2 separate regions of the Capsicum annuum genome follow, and region 1 is linked to region 2. Evidence: chromatin contacts called from public Hi-C data. All regions are on one chromosome and are shown on one strand. The core of a region is the stretch at or near the end of the contact, and the rest is flanking DNA. Distances in the headings are between cores, read along the strand shown. Region 1 holds the start of LOC107855407. Region 2 holds the start of LOC107855412 (kinesin-like protein KIN-14C).

Region 1 (3,552 bases), core at 413-2,912, 140 kb before region 2:
GTCGTCATGGCCTTGTGGATGGTGCACCAATCATTAAATAACCCAATTAAGTTTGATAAGCTAACTAGGCAATCAAGAATCAACCAATGGTAACTTCAGCTGGTCAATGTAATTTTTCAGCTTTCAATTATTCCTTCTCATCTCATAATATTGTCCATCCTGAAACGTGTTAAGAAAATATCATATATATTCTTTTGCATATATGACAACAAAAAAAGACCATTTAGTTTTAATCCTAATCTTGCATAGAAGTTAAATGTTAAATAAGACTGGTATCTTACGGTCTGTTGGTACTTGGTAATGTATGTGAATCAACAATTTTGGAACATCTGAAAACTGTCATATAGGAATATAAACTTTGAACAAGAAAAGTAACTGTTTTTACTCATTTGCGTTGTTTCAATCTATTGACATCAATTCGGCTTTGATATTTTTCTAATCTTTAGCATATGAAGAGTACACACCAAACAGGGCAAAACTATTACGTACTGGTTCAAACGAACCCAATAGCTTTTGCTTAAACACCGTATTTGTACTAAAAAGTCCATTAAACATGTTTAAATAATTAAATTTAAACCCAATAACTCAAACCCAATAACTCAAACAAACTACGGAGTACGGATTCAGTAAGCAAGTTCAAAACCCATAAACTTTCAAACCTAGTTCCACATAAATCAAACGAATTCAACACAAATGAATGACTTATGTAACAAATGATACATAAACTAAACACTCAAACTTGGTCTCAACTGGCAGGTAAGCACTCCAACTTTGAGAGTGCATGTCAGTTAAACACTCCAACTTATCAAATGATCATCTAGACACCTCCAAAATTTATTTGAATGTTTGTTTATGTATTATGTCTTTAGGTAACATAACATGTAACCAACACACACTACAAATTAGTAAACATATTAGTATAAATTAACAGAAAGTTTTGAGTACGCACCGAAAAGACAACGCCAAAAGCCCACATATACTGAACAAAGAATCCAAATCCATCCCATTGAGGACCTTCCCAAAAGTCCTTTTCCTCTCCAGGAAGCTTCGGCATCTCAAAACCATCACCAATCGTCGCAGTTGCCTCACTGCCAATACTAATATTCACCTTTCGAAACTCTTCTTCTTCATCATCTTCCTCTGCCTCTTTCGTTGAAATTGAACTTCTCTTGTTCTTCCCTGCGGTGAACTTTTTTGCAGCTAGTACGGTGAATAATCGTCTTCTTTTACCCTGAGATGGAAGTGAAAATGGACAGCGAAGAGGGAATTGGGTGTAGGGTATTATTTTCGTTGATGAACAGTTACAGAGAGTTGGATTTCCAGTGAGAGCCATTGTTGTGGCGGATAACAAGTATGTGGACGAGACTGAGTTACTAAACTACTTTTGGATCCGAAATGGGAAATGGTTTATTGGACGTTAAGATCCGATTAGATAAGATATTTCTGTTGTTTTTTTCTGTAATTTTGTAGTTTATTTTTTTTTTTTCTTCTGTTTGCGTGTGAGTTTAAAATCACCGAGTGTAATATAATGAAAGATACTTTTAGGAACTCATGATTGGGATCCTTCGGACCAGATTGAGCCTGTGAAAATGGAAAAACATTTGGTGTATTGAGAATCCTCAATAATTATGGATAATTTTTATAAATTTCGATGATTTAATATCTAATTATAATTTATTTTGATTGTTTTGATATTTATAAAAAAATTTAATTTTTTATTATCGTGACACATGACTAAGGTTCGTGATACATCACAATATGATACATATGTATCAAATTAATTGGCTGATACATAAATACCAATATATAACTCTAATGTATCGGTAGCATAAAAAACATTTCAATACATTATTTTTGTCATATTTTCAATCTTTTATCTATAATTTAATATATTTAGTAAAATCCATAGTTTTTGTACATTTGATGAAGGGTTGTGTGATGCATCTTCTTGTCTTTTTTTAACCAGATGAATAATTCTTATATATCTCCGAACTTTCTTAACAGATACATCAGGGTCTTGATGTATCTTCTTGTTCTTTTCCAATTTGAGGCTTCAAACCTTCGAAAATGTTGTTCTCTTCAACTAGTTCTTCAAAGCTCCAACCCAACGAGCTGCATTATTTTCTACTTTTTTCAGAATGAAATCAATCAATGAGTCCAAATTAAATTGATGTTCGTCGCAATGTCAAACGCCCAACACAACAATGATGTATTTTCTTAGATCTAAAACACTCAATTTCAATTTTAACTAGCAAACTTTGAATCTCCGCCTCATATAATATCAATCATGGGTTGAACAGGGATGTGCAACTTGAATCCACAATTATGAACCTTCGAAGAACACCATAAATGTGAAAATAAACTAACCTTCTTATAAATTGGAGAAGAATTGAAAATAAAGTGGAGACGAAGAGACTTTATTTTGAAATCATCAAATTGAGCGAAATCACAAATGAAATGTCCAAAATTTTATCCGCACTTTTAGGACATTTAGGCGATACTAAACAGTACTATTATGTCAATATTTTTTATTTTTTATTTTAAGAAAGTGAATGTTGAGATTTTTGTAATTGTTTTATAGAAATGGGGTTTTAAGTAAATATAGTAAATTAAGGTATAGTAATATGTTAGATTTTCATTAATTAATTTTATTACAATACTAGATATTTAGTAAAAAATAAAAATCAGAAGAAAAAATTAATTGCTCGTAGGTAGTAAATTTGTAACCTAAAAGGTAGATGTAATATGCAACTAAATAAAGAGAAAATTATCCCCTATAATATTATTAGATCTAAAATAACAAATTTTAGCAATATTTTTAAATAATTACATTAATAGCAATTTAGTTACAAGTTATAGCAACTTATTAAAAGATATATTATTTTAGTTATATTTTTAAGATTCATTTTTAATTATATAATTTAAAATCAGTTTCATATTTATAGGATTGTAATCAATATTTTTCTTAAATTGTGTATTGATAATCATGGTAAATATATGTTATTTTTTATTTAAAAGATTACACATTTTTAATCGATAACTTTATTGAAAGAAGATTACGTGTAAATCAAATTAATGTTTCGAAAAAGTATCTGAATCACCTCTCTCTCTCTCTCCATTCAAATTCTCTAATTCTCAACCTCACCTCTCTCTTTCTCCATTATAATACTCAATATTTCAAAACTTTATTGAGATTTATGTCTCCATATAATATTCATATTCTTCCCTTGAAAATATAAGATTGAAAAACAGTGGGCTTCATATTATATTCATCTTCTTCGTTGAAAAAAGTGAGTTTCATACTTAATATTCATATTCTTCGTTGAAAAAAATAGGCTTCTTCTGATAAATTCACATTTCAACATGTATATTAATGAATTCTTAGTACTTGTTGCCGAATGATTGGTCATTCATATGTTATTTTCTCACTTAGTGATCATGTCTGTCATCCCCGATCTTTATTTCTTTTTATTTTTTCTAGTAAGCATGCATGATATGGTAGTAACAAAGTTGTATTCATGGACTATAACAGTAATTACAAACTTGCAAATA
Region 2 (4,017 bases), core at 945-3,444:
GCATTGCCATTTTTCAATTTTCATCCACTTACACTCTGTTCGGATGGTTGTTAAGCATTGTTTTATAATATATTGTATTCTATTGTATTGTATAGTATTGTATTGTTTTAATGAATACAGCATTGGAATAGATTGTATCTTTTTTCGTTGTTACATAATCTCAAACGTCAATAATTTGAAGGATATACTTACCAGAAAAGTGGAGTATAGGGCACGACTACTACAAAAGATTGGATAAAAAATAAAATAGAAATACTAAATAACAAGTAAAGGTAAAATAAAAAAATATATAAAGTAACCAGAGGCGGAGCCAGGATTTCAACGAAGGGGTTCCATATTCAAAGAGAACTTAGGATTTCAACAAAGGGGGTTCCATATTAAAAGAAAACTTAGTCGAAGGGGGTTCAACACCTACTATAACCACATAAAAAATAATTTTAATCATGTATAAATAGTATATTTTTTCGTTTTCGGGAGGCTGGCTCCGCCCCTGAAAGTAACGAAGCGATCCCACCAACTTAGCTATGCAACTTCTCGTCCTTACCTAATTATGCAATTTAACGATACGAAACAATATAATTTAAGTGAAAATCAAAACAAACATGATATTTACGCTTACTAATAAGTTTAACGAGTCATAGTCTCTCTATAGGCACTGTTATTTCTATCCTCTTTACATTCTTGGATGTTACTTGCTTGTATCGTCTTACTTGTTATCCCAATTTCACATTTATTCTATTTTAAAATATTTTTGTTTCTCTGTCTTTTTTTTCTTTAGTCATTAAGTTTCAATGAAGGATTAGTTGGTAATCCAACTTTCTCCGGTCAATAATTTAGTGTTGGCCTTTTCTTGTCACATTAAGAACGTATTTATTTGACTTTCTTTGCATGAACTTGTCATTTTCAAAGGTTGCAGCAATATATATATATATATATATATATATATGAAACTTGAAAAATGGGAGGGCTAAGGAGAATGATTTGCATTTTTTGTACAGTTGAAAATTTTCCTCGTACAACAACGTTTTCTAATTGGGTAAACTAACGTTGACGCATTCCAACTAACAAATATGTTACTCTAGAAGAACTTGCATATTGCTTTTGGTGTTTAATTTGATGATCAACTATTTAAAATTAAACATCTTTAAAGCTACAAAGGGTACTATAAATAATAAAGTTTATATAATTTTAAAGAATTGTTTTCAGAAATATTGAAATACGTAAATCATAATCAAACAAAAAAAAAAAAAAATGACTATCTTCCTTCATCGATCCACACATAGCAAACAGAGTCTTTCTGTAATTGCAAAGCTCTTTCTTATTGGTTAATTGTTTATGAATTTGTTTGCTATTTTTTGTGGGTGGCATATTTATGTCTTCTCATCTTGTTCCATGCTTTATTACGGATTTGATTATTATCTCGTGTCTTGAACCGGGGGTCTATTGGAAGCAGCTTTTCTACTTTTTCGGAGATAGTGGTATAGACTGCGTAATACACTTATTGTTGTTTTAATCCTTACGAAACTTCTTTTATATCAGTCCAACTAGTACAACTTTTAATTCCTACGAAGCTTCTTTTTTATATCTATCAAGAAGTACAAAAAAATGATAATATGTCGTTTTTAGGCTTGGTGCTATAGTTCAAAGGCATAGCCACATGTAGAAGAATATAGGGTAAAAATTATTTTTCCATGTGTATATATTAAATTTTAAACTCTTTTAACAAAATTTTTAATCGCATCACTGTTTTTTAACCTCGTCACTGTTACAATTCCACTTGTAGGTTTGACAGAATTTAGTGGCTTTGGCCTAAATGTTATAGTTGTGTTATAAATAATATATTCGAAAAGATTTTTTTTTTTCTAAAATCCAATAAATTGTCTCTTATGAAATCCAATAAATTAAACTACTTTTTTGTATAATTCAAATTCATAAACTTAAATTTTTAGCTCAACGTCTAGTCCTTTTCTTTTAAATGGAAAGAGTACTAACTATATTTTTCCATATAGGGTAAACAATAATAATATGAGTTAACCAAAAAAAATAATAATAATAATATGAAAAAATAAAAGGAAAGTTTTTTTGTTTTTTACTTCTTTTTTTTTTTCTTTCCATAAAGAGAAGGAAAAGGTTAACACGAGGCAAATATATACTCCTAAAATAAAGGTACGCGGTCAGGTTATGAACCTGCCTCAGGAGACTAACGGTACACGGAAAATAGGAGACTAACCGAATACCGATTGACACCAAAATATTCACAATTTTTTTTTTCCATATTCATTGTTAATACTAACAATAATAAATAACAAATTATTCATTAATCACTGCCTTCGGTCTTCCTCTAAACAAGAACGTGCACGTTTATGCCTTTCCATATCTAATATACTTGCACAGGTTCTTTTCTTTCTTTTTCAACATATCCGTAACAATTCATACACTCCCTTTTCTTTTTGATGAATTTCTTGTCGTTGATGGGTATGTTTTTTTTTATATATATAATTATTATTATGGTGATTTATGTTTTATAGGGTTCTCTGTTCTTGGCTTTTAATTTGCATGTGATCATTGTTTGAGTTGATTTTAATTGGATGATAGATTTCAAGATTGAGTATTGGTTAAAGGGTTCTTTGTTTTTTCATGAAATTTTTGGTGAATTCTTGTGTGATTGTATTATAATTTGCATGCTTAATTAATCTGTAGATGTGTGCGTTTCATATTCTTAATCTTCGTGATTATATTTTGTAAATGATGATCACATTGCTTTTCCAGGTAAAAGGTGGTTGCTTTTCATAATTTCTTGCTTTTTTTCCTCGTATGTTTTTTTCTATCTTTCAAATTATGTAATGCTTTATACACTGTCTTGATCAATTTTGTACTGTAGATTAAAACTGGTATTAGTAATTTTTTGGATCAGAGACTGTATTAGTATAAGATTAACTCCAGTGTTAATTTTGTTTACTTCTCACTTCCAAATGTTGCATGCTGTTTGAAGCGCATATGTAAAAAAAAAATGAATGCTAACTCTTTCATGAGTTCTTCATGAATTTGGAATTCATTATTGTTGAGCTGGTTCGAACTGCCAAGAGATAAGTTGTGTGATAATTGTGTATAGTGAACTTAAAAACTGTCTGATAGTGGCGTACATTGAACCTGCAAACTGCCTGATAATGATAATTGTATATAGATAGTGAACCTGAAAGAGGTATCTGATAATTGTGTATTTGTGTATGGTGAACTTGCAAACTATCTGTGCTTATTGAACTTGCAAATTGTCTAATAAATGTGCATATTGAACCGGCAAATTGTCTGATAATTGTGTATGGTGAAACTTGCAAATTGTCTGATAAATGTGCATATTGAACCGGCAAACTGTCTGATAATTGTGTATGGTGAACCTGCAAAATGCCTGATAATTGCGTATGGTGAACCTGCTAAATGCCTGATAATTGCATACAGTGAACTGCAAACTGTTTGCTAATTGTCTACACTACTGTCTCAATAAAATTAGTGGCCTAAAGCCAAATTTTAATAAGATGCATGCATATATATATATATATATGTTAATCATTTGTTTGCACTGCATTACTTTGGATATTGTTGTTAAAACTTTATTTACTAATATAAAATTTTAGTTGTTTAGTTTAAAGTTATAAATATTTCTTGTAAAAATGAGAACTTTTTTCTTTTTTTTTTTAATTATTTTTAAATAATTTTTAAAAATGTATTTCACAATCTTCATTATTATTTCAAGTGAAGTTGAAATATTCTTGAGGCCTCAAAATTTTGGGGCCTAAAGCGAATGCTTTACACCCTGATTGTCTACAATAAACTTGTAAAATGTCTGATAATTGTGTACAGTGAATTTGCGAGCTGTTTCTGTTGTTGATAGAGCCTTTTGGATGAAATGTTTCCCTCTTTACGATTAGGTTAGGGATATATTGATTTCATAATATCTGTTTTCTATGTGATTCAGATATTCTCTGAGCTGAAGACCGTACTCTAGTTACCATCATGGAT

The links. Hi-C and Micro-C count contacts between places; a contact is called where the count stands out from the background.
Region 1: a contact with region 2 is called in a Hi-C map of leaf, with 5 times the contacts expected there. The contact joins the promoter of LOC107855407 here to the promoter of LOC107855412 in region 2. A contact is called at or near these places in 4 of 5 Hi-C or Micro-C datasets (bud, leaf and placenta).

The regions. Positions count from the first base shown.
Region 1 is chr6:208,506,796-208,510,347 of UCD10Xv1.1, reverse strand. LOC107855407 reads right to left here and starts at 1,662. Exons shown (of 2, transcript XM_016700414.2): 1 at 950-1,662. The coding sequence starts at 1,333.
Region 2 is chr6:208,369,508-208,373,524 of UCD10Xv1.1, reverse strand. It overlaps LOC107855412 (kinesin-like protein KIN-14C), which reads left to right and starts at 2,194. Exons shown (of 23, transcript XM_047413857.1): 1 at 2,194-2,475; 2 at 3,974-4,017. The coding sequence starts at 4,012.